Linked DNA regions of Macaca mulatta: region 1 is linked to region 2. A link is a contact called in public Hi-C data. All regions are on one chromosome and are shown on one strand. The core of a region is the stretch at or near the end of the contact, and the rest is flanking DNA. Distances in the headings are between cores, read along the strand shown. Region 1 holds the start of CYTH2 (cytohesin 2). Region 2 holds the start of EMP3 (epithelial membrane protein 3).

What was found. A called contact is a pair of places that touch in the nucleus more often than the background predicts.
Region 1: a contact with region 2 is called in a Hi-C map of CD4 T cells, with 3 times the contacts expected there. The contact joins the promoter of CYTH2 here to the promoter of EMP3 in region 2. A contact is called at or near these places in 2 of 14 Hi-C or Micro-C datasets (CD4 T cells and cortical neurons).

Annotation. Positions count from the first base shown.
Region 1 is chr19:60,929,405-60,933,252 of T2T-MMU8v2.0, reverse strand. CYTH2 (cytohesin 2) reads right to left here and starts at 2,166. Exons shown (of 12, transcript NM_001260891.1): 1 at 1,898-2,166; 2 at 928-1,075; 3 at 759-825. The coding sequence starts at 1,916. It overlaps LOC106994812 (a long non-coding RNA gene), which reads left to right and starts at 1,683. Exons shown (of 2, transcript XR_013410045.1): 1 at 1,683-2,412.
Region 2 is chr19:60,782,976-60,787,045 of T2T-MMU8v2.0, reverse strand. EMP3 (epithelial membrane protein 3) reads right to left here and starts at 2,286. Exons shown (of 5, transcript NM_001194829.1): 1 at 2,248-2,286; 2 at 1,366-1,458; 3 at 355-457. The coding sequence starts at 1,443.

The sequences.
Region 1 (3,848 bases), core at 917-3,416, 150 kb before region 2:
GCACTTTGGGAGGCTGAGGTGGGCAGATCATCTGAGGTCAGGAGTTTGAAATCAGCCTGGCCAACATGGTGAAACCCCATCTTTACTAAAAATACATAAATTAGTTGGGCATGGTGGCGGGAGTCTGTAAGCCCAGCTACTTGGGAGGCTGAGGCAGGAGAATCGCTTGAACATGGGATGGGGAGGTTACAATGAGCCGAGATCACATCACTGCACTCCAGTCTGGGTGACAGAGCAAGACTCTGTCTCACAAAAAAAAAAAAAAAAAGTAAGTGAACAAAAGCCATTCCTCCACCTAGTGAACACCTACTCATCCTTCAAACCCGACCTGAATGTCTCCTCCTCAAGGAAGCCCTCCCTGACTCCACCAGCCTGCCTCCTCCAGAAATCTACTACCCTGATACCTCCCTCTGTCATGGCACCTTTGCAGGAGGGAGGTCAACTCTCCTTTGTGCATATCACTTTGTCTACAGCCCTACAAGACTCGAGCTCATCTTGGGACTAGAAGTGCGCCCACACAAGTAGAAAGTGGAAGACAACCTTCAGGGCAGGGGACGAAACATAAGCGTCAGGAGGCCTGGAACACTTGGTCAGTGTTCAGAGAACAAATGGACAGCCAGTATCTGAATCCAGGGATTAGGACCAAGTCTGTCCACCTAGAATAGACCCGGAACCATCACGCTTCTGGAACCCGGAGGTGCCAGAAGCCCCTGCCCGGATGTTTGCCCAGCGGATCCCAGTCCTGTGGCCCCAAGCACCTTCTTGGGGTCCATGTTGAACTTCTTCCTGCCCATTGCCATCTTCCGGTTCCGCTGCAAGGTCTTACTGCAGGAGCAGAGAGCAGGGTGGGGGATGGGGGGTCAATGCCTGGGCATTCCTGGCCTCAGTCAACCCCACGCCCCCCAGGTCACCCGCCCCAGCCCTCACCTGCCCTCATTGGCCTCCAGCCCCTCCACCTCGCTCATGGCTTCACTGAGCTCCTCCCGCAGGCGCTGAATCTCCACCAGCAGCTCCTGCTTCCGCCGCCGGATGTTCTCCAGCTCCATCCGCTCCTCCGGAGTCAGGTCTGGGGGTTCTAGGGGTCGGGGTCACGGTTTAAAAGTCAGTGCTGGGGACCATGAGCCTGAATTCCTGCAATCTGGGGGCGGACAGAGCTGGGAGAGGATGCATAAGGGCCTTCCATGTCTGCACAGAAGACTGCGCTGGGGGCCTGGATTCCTCCGTGCAGAGAAGGGCCGGGGCTCTAAACTCTTGAGTCCTGGGGGGAGGAGGGGACTTGGGGCCCGGATTCCAGAGTCTGAAGGAGAAGGGGAATAGGTGCCTGAGCTCTTAGGTGTGAGGGAAGAAAGGGTTGGGGGCCTGAGCTTCTAGGTCCATTACTTGGAAGGGGACTGAGGCCTTGGTTTTCTGACTCCATTACTGGCGAGGTAGCTGGGGACCTGGTTATCCGGACTCCTGGGTCCATGAACAGTCACTACGGCCGCGGGAGCTGATGACAGCTCGGGAGAGTTGGGAAGACGGGGCGGGACATCGAAGGCCCCCGCCCCCCAAGATTTCTCCCCTCCCCGCAACCCGAGCGCCCCTCCCCGGCCCCGGCAGACGCTGGGCTTGCCCGCCCCTCCAGCGGGAATGGTTCCGCCCCGGCCTCGCCTCCACCGCTCCATCCCGCCCCTCCCGCCGCCACCGGAAACAGGATCAGCCCAAACAATGGCCTGGAACGCCCCGCTTTCGGGCCCCGCCGGAAGCCCGTCCAGCGCCCCACAAAAGCGGCGCGACAAGTCTACTACTGGGCCGAAAGCTTCTGGGCTGCGCCCTCCAGGGGGAAACGTTCGCGGCGGAACGTTCAGGAGAAAACGCTCCAGCAGCTCCCAGCCGACCCCGCCCCTCCCCGACCTACCATAGACGCCGTCCTCCATGGCGGCTAGGAAGGCCCGCGGGGAGTCCGGGGCGGTCCCGCCGGTCGGGCCTGGATCCGCGTTGGCCCGCGGGCTCGGGTGAGCCCGCTCAAACGCCCCGGGAGCCACCGCCGCCTCCTCAGCGCCAGACCTCAGCGCTGAAAAGACTCTCCCTTGGTCGCCCAACCGCCCCTTCAGTAGGGACCGCCCCTCTTTTTGACACCGTCCAATCCACAGTGGGCGCTTTAGTCCTCCCCGCCCTCGCCACCAAAGGATCGTCTTCCAGGGCCAACAGTCGTACAAAAAGCTGATGTCGGTATGTCCGGCCAGAGGTAGACGGCCCGCGGGGCCAATCGAAGTGCAGGCAGGGCAGCAGGCCCCGCCTCCGAAACAACAGAAAGCACTTGACAGGCTTGCTCTCCAATGGGAAGCCCCAGAAAGGTGTTGCGCGGAGGCGGACCTACGCGGTACAGACATCTCTGCGCCTGCTCAAAGGCCCTGGACATTTGGAGACTAGGTAAACCGAACCCCGCCTCCAATAATCCGTTGCTAGGGGGCGGTACTTGGTTAATCTTGTTGCCAGGAGGCGGGGCTAGAACTGGCTTGTTTCCGTAAGCCACACCTCCTAGCAGGCCATGCTGGCTTCTGACTGCAGAGGTTGCCATGCAACCGGGAGCAGCCTTCGGCCTCCTTTTTATTTGCTTTTCTTCTCCGTGTATTTCCCCTCTCAGTCCCTTCTTACCTCCAAACCCTTTCCTTACGACCATCTATGCCCTCCCCACCCCCCTCAGCCTCTTCGGAGTCGTGGAGTGGTGAAACGAAAGACTTCTTCGGAAGGTTTTTTCTTTTTCTTTTTTTTTGAGACAGAGTCTTGCTCTGTCGCCCAAGCTGGAGTGCAGTTGCGCGATCTCGGTTCACTGCAACCTCCGCCTCCGGGTTCAAGCGATTCTCCTGCCTCAACCTCCCGAGTAGCTGGGATTACAGGCATGCACCATCACGCCCAGCTAATTTTTGTATTTTTAATGGAGACGGGGTTTCACCATGTTGGCCAGGCTGGTTTCAAATTCCTAACCTAAAGTGATTCACCCACCTTGACCTCCCAAAGTGTTGGGATTACAGGCGTGAGCCTTCGCGCCTGGCCAAGATTTACTCTTTTTTCTAAATGCTATGCTATCTGGTATCGGTCATGGAGAATGGAAGAGGGGAAGATCAAATTTCGTGAAAGCACAGGCTCAGCCTTCCTGGTACCTTCTGCCGCTCAGACTCCTCCCTCATTTCTCCAAACTTCTCCCCTTAGCTTAGCATCCTCCTAAGATTCCTCCCTTCCCCAAGCATCCTCCCGCTAAGACAACTCCCCTTTCCTCAGCGTCCTCCCACCTCTCTGATTCCTTCTCCCATCTCAGAAGCCTTTTCTTCCTCCCTGGCTCCCCTCACGTCCCCCCTTGTCCTCTCATACTATGGCCCTTCTTTTTTTTTTTTTTTTTTTTTTTTTTTTGAGACTGAATTTTGCTCTTTTGCCCAGCCTGGAGTGATCTGGCATGATCTCAGCCCACTGCAACCTCCTCCCCCAAAGGTTCAAGCGATTCTCCTGCCTCAGCCTCCCAAGTAGCTGGGATTACGGGCGCCCACCACTATGCCCGGCTAATTTTTGTATTTTTAGTAAAGACAGGGTTTCGCCATGTTGGCCAGGCTGGTCTCAAACTCCTGACCTCAGGTGATCCACCTGCCTCAGCCTCCCAAAATGCTAGGATTATAGGCTAGCCACCATACCTGGCCAACCTTGCCCTTCTTAAACTCCTCCCTCCTCTGAGGCCCCTTCCCCTTCCCCAGCCTCTAGGTCCCATTATTTGTAAGGGAATGGGATTAAAGGCTTGGCTGGAATGGGGAACCCAGGCACCCCTGTAAAGAGCGAAGCCATAATGGGGGCTGAAGTGGTGTCTGGGCCTCGTCCTC
Region 2 (4,070 bases), core at 1,037-3,536:
GTCAGGCGTGGTGGCACACACTTGCAGTCCCAGCTACTCGGGAGGCTGAGGCAGGATAATTGCTCGGAACTGGGAGGCAGAGGTTGCAGTGAGCCGAGATTGCGCCACTGCACTCCAGCCTGGGCAACAAGAGGAAAACTCCGTCTCAAAAAAAAGAAAAAAAAAGAAAAAAAACCAACACGTAGGTACATCCAGACAGGCGGGACATGCATTAGCCCTAGGCACTCAGCAACTCAGGCCTGGACCCCGCCCACTCCAACTTTGTTGGGGGAGGGTTCCCAATCTTGGTTCCCTGAGGACACTAAGGGTTTCTCTTCCCCTTTGAAGACCAGTCCCGCCGCCCTCACCCCTCACCATTCTCGCTGACGTTACTGCAGGCCCACGTTTTGGTGTCATTGTTCCACATGCAGTCGTACCAGAGATTCAGGGACTCTTTCCCGGGGAGAGTCCACCAGGACTGAGATGGACAGAGAATGAAACAAGGGGCAGGGTTAGGAAAGGGGAGGGGACAGGGTCAGGGAGACTGTGGGAAGGGCTGGGAAAAGGGTGGGGTATCTGGGATGGGGCAGAACTGGGGAGAGCTAGGATTTAGTATGAGATGGGGTAGGGTCAGGTTAGGGAGGAGGCATCGGAGGTAGAGCTAAAAGGGTTAACCTGGTGGTTCACGCCTGTAATCCCAGCACTGTGGGAGGCTGAGGCAGGCGGATCACTTGAGGCCAGGGGTTCGAGACCAGCCTGGGCAACATGGTGAAACCCCGTCTCTACCAAAATAAAAAAAATTAGCCGGGCGTGGTGGCAGGTGACTCTAATCTCAGTGCTCGTGGGGCTGGAGAATCGCTTGAACTGGGAGGCTAAGGTTGCAGTGAGCTGAGATCGCACCACTGCACTCCAGCCTGGGGGACAGAGTGAGACCCTGTCTCAAAATAAATAAAATAAAGGCCGGGCACGGTGGCTCAAGCCTGTAATCGCAGCACTTTGGGAGGCCGAGATGGGCGGATCACAAGGTCAGGAGATCGAGACCATCCTGGCTAACACGGTGAAACCCCGTCTCTACTAAAAAAAATACAAAAAACTAGCCGGGCGAGGTGGCGGGCGTCTGTAGTCCCAGCTACTCAGGAGGCTGAGGCAAGAGAATGGCGTAAACCCGGGAGGCAGAGCTTGCAGTGAGCTGAGATCCGGCCACTGCACTCCAGCCTGGGCGACAGAGCCAGACTCCGTCTCAAAAAAAATTAAAAAAAAAAAATAAATAAAATAAAATATAAAATAAATACTAGGTAAAGGGGCGGGGCCAGAGTGCCTTTAGAGGAGGGGCATGGCAAGATTCCAAAGGGGAGCAGAAGGGCCCTGAGCTCCAAATAGGCTTACCTTGTCCAAAGTGGCCACAAAAAGCAGGATGAGAATGAGGATGTGAAGGGCTGAGACCACCAGCAAGAGGAGTGACATGGCTGCGGTGGAAGCCTGGGGAGGGGGAGCAGGGGACGGAGTCTCAAGAGGTTGGCACAGCCCAGGCACAGTGGCTCACGCCTATAATCCCAGCACTTTGGGAGGCCGAGGCAGGCGGATCACTTGAGGTCAGGAGATCGAGACCAGCCTGGCCAACATGGTGAAACCCCATCTCTACTAAAAATACAAAATGAGCTGGGTGTGGTGGTGCACGCCTGTAATCCCAGCTACTCAGGAGGCTGAGACAGGAGAGTCACTGGAATCCGGGAGGCGAAGGTTGCAATGAGCCGAGATCATGCCATTGCACTCCAGCCTGGGTGACAGAACAAGACTCTGTCTCAAAAAAAAAAAAAAAAAAAAAAAAGGCACAAAGGCAGGTGAGATGTCTCCTGATGGAGGAAGGGCTTGGGTGCAGACTCCTGGGTCTCTCAGGGAGGAGGCCGCTGGGGCCTGGATTCCTGAGTTCCCCATTGGCTGGAGGGGTGGAGAGGGCCAGAGGTGGATTCTTGGGGTCCTTGAATGAGGAGGACTCACAATGTGGCTCCTTTCTCCCCAGAACCCTGTCTCTGGGTTACATACAGGCCAGATGGTGAAAATTCAAGTTGAGACCCCCGCCCCAAACCCTGATGTATCAGGATGGAGGAGCTGTCCCCAGCGACAGGCATCCTTGACTCACACCACTCCTCTCCTGGGGTGAGGGGAGGAGGGGGACCTGGTGAGTCATCTGGTGACTCATTCCTGCTCCCCCCCATCTCTAAGCACCAGGGAAACCCCAGCCTGTGGCTATGTCCACGAGGTCCTCACCCCACCCTGCTGCCAGACTGGTGATTGCTGGACATCTTCTGGAGGAAATGGATGGGATTCGCCTTGCGGGGAAGAGAGGCCTGAGAAGGAGTTAGCCTCCCAGGACCCTTTGGTGCCCAGGAACAGGGGACCTAGAGGTCTCCCAGATTTGGGGTGTTCTCATGCAATGCCCTGATCTCAGGGCCCTCAGAGGACAGTGGACACCGCTGAGGAAAAAACTGCAGGAAGTTTTCGGTGGAGGGCTCTGCTGGGACCCCAAAACTTTGCTGGGCCCCACCCCTTCCCATATCCCCACCTCAAGTGCTAAGAGATCACTTATTAAATGACAAGGATTTCCAAGAGTAAGGGGCGTCTCTCCCAGCCTGGGGGTGTCCTTCCCAAACTGCTACATTCCCAAGTAAATTAAGAAGTCCCAGCCCTGAATAACGGACTGGAAACTTACCGAGAGCCGCGAAAAAGTCAGAGCTGGAGTCGGTCTCGTCCCTCGCTCGGGCCTCCGTGCCCCGCCCTTCTCCTCCCTCCTTTCACCCTCCGGAGGCCCCCGCCTCTCTCACCGCCTTCCTCCCTTGCTCTCCCCTCCAATCCGGAACCCTTTCTCTCTCGCTCTCTCTCCTTCTGCCTCTCCTCTCTTCCTCCTGCCCTCACTGTCTGGGCCGCCTTCTCTCTTGCTCCCGTTTCTCTTTCTCTCCTCCTCGCAATATATACTGACCCTTTTATAAACCCACTCTCACCGCGCCCAGCTGAGGTCCGCCGCCAGTGGGAGGGCCCAGGCACTCCGGTTCCTCTTTCTTTGGGCCCCCACCCAATCCCCTCAGACAGACATCATCTGGGGCTCCCTCCCAGAGTTGAGAGGAGAAACTCTTGGAATGGGGCTCTGGGGAGGGGCAAGCGTCACGGGTGGGAGGGCCCGATTCTCAGGACCCTTGGGTTTTGAGGTCTTGTCTTGGGACCGGATGTCTGCTTTCCCTGATGGAGCCTGGGGCTGGATAGGAGTCTGGGAAAGGAGGCCAGATTTCTGTGGCATGCATTGAGATTGGGCTGATGAAGTTGGCCCCGTGGTGGGGGTTAGAGGATGGGAGATGAAGTTTGTGAAACTCGGCAGGACAATGTGGCTCACGCCTGTAATCCCAGCACTTTTGGGAGGCCGAGACGGGCAGATCATCTGAGGTCAGGAGCTCGAGACCAGCCTGGCCAACATGGTGGAAACCCGTCTCTATCAAAAATACAAAAATGAGCCGGGCGTGGTGGCGGGCGACTGTAATCCCAGCTACTCGGGAGGCTGAGCCACAAGAATCGCTTGAACGCGAGAGGTGGAGGCTGCAGTGAGCTGAGTTTGCACCACTGCCCTCCAGCCTGGGTGACAAAGTGAGACTCTGTGGCAAAAAAAAAAAAAAAAAAAAAAGGCCGGGCGCGGTGGCTCAAGCCTGTAATCCCAGCACTTTGGGAGGCCGAGACGGGTGGATCACGAGGTCAGGAGATCGAGACCATCCTGGCTAACATGGTGAAACCCCGTCTCTACTAAAAAATAACAAAAAACTAGCCGGGCGATGTGGCGCACGCCTGTAGTCCCAGCTACTCGGGAGGCTGAGGCAGGAGAATGGCGTGAACCCGGGAGGCGGAGCTTGCAGTGAGCTGAGATCCGGCCACTGCACTCCAGCCTGGGCGACAGAGCAAGACTCCGTCTCAAAAAAAAAAAAAAAAAAAAAAAAAAAAAAGAAATGCGTGAAACTCTGGAAGGCGGGGAGGAGGAGACAGAAGTTAAGAATCCCAGCGCCATCATTTCCTGGCTCAGTGACTTTGAGCCAATTATTTCACCCACCTGG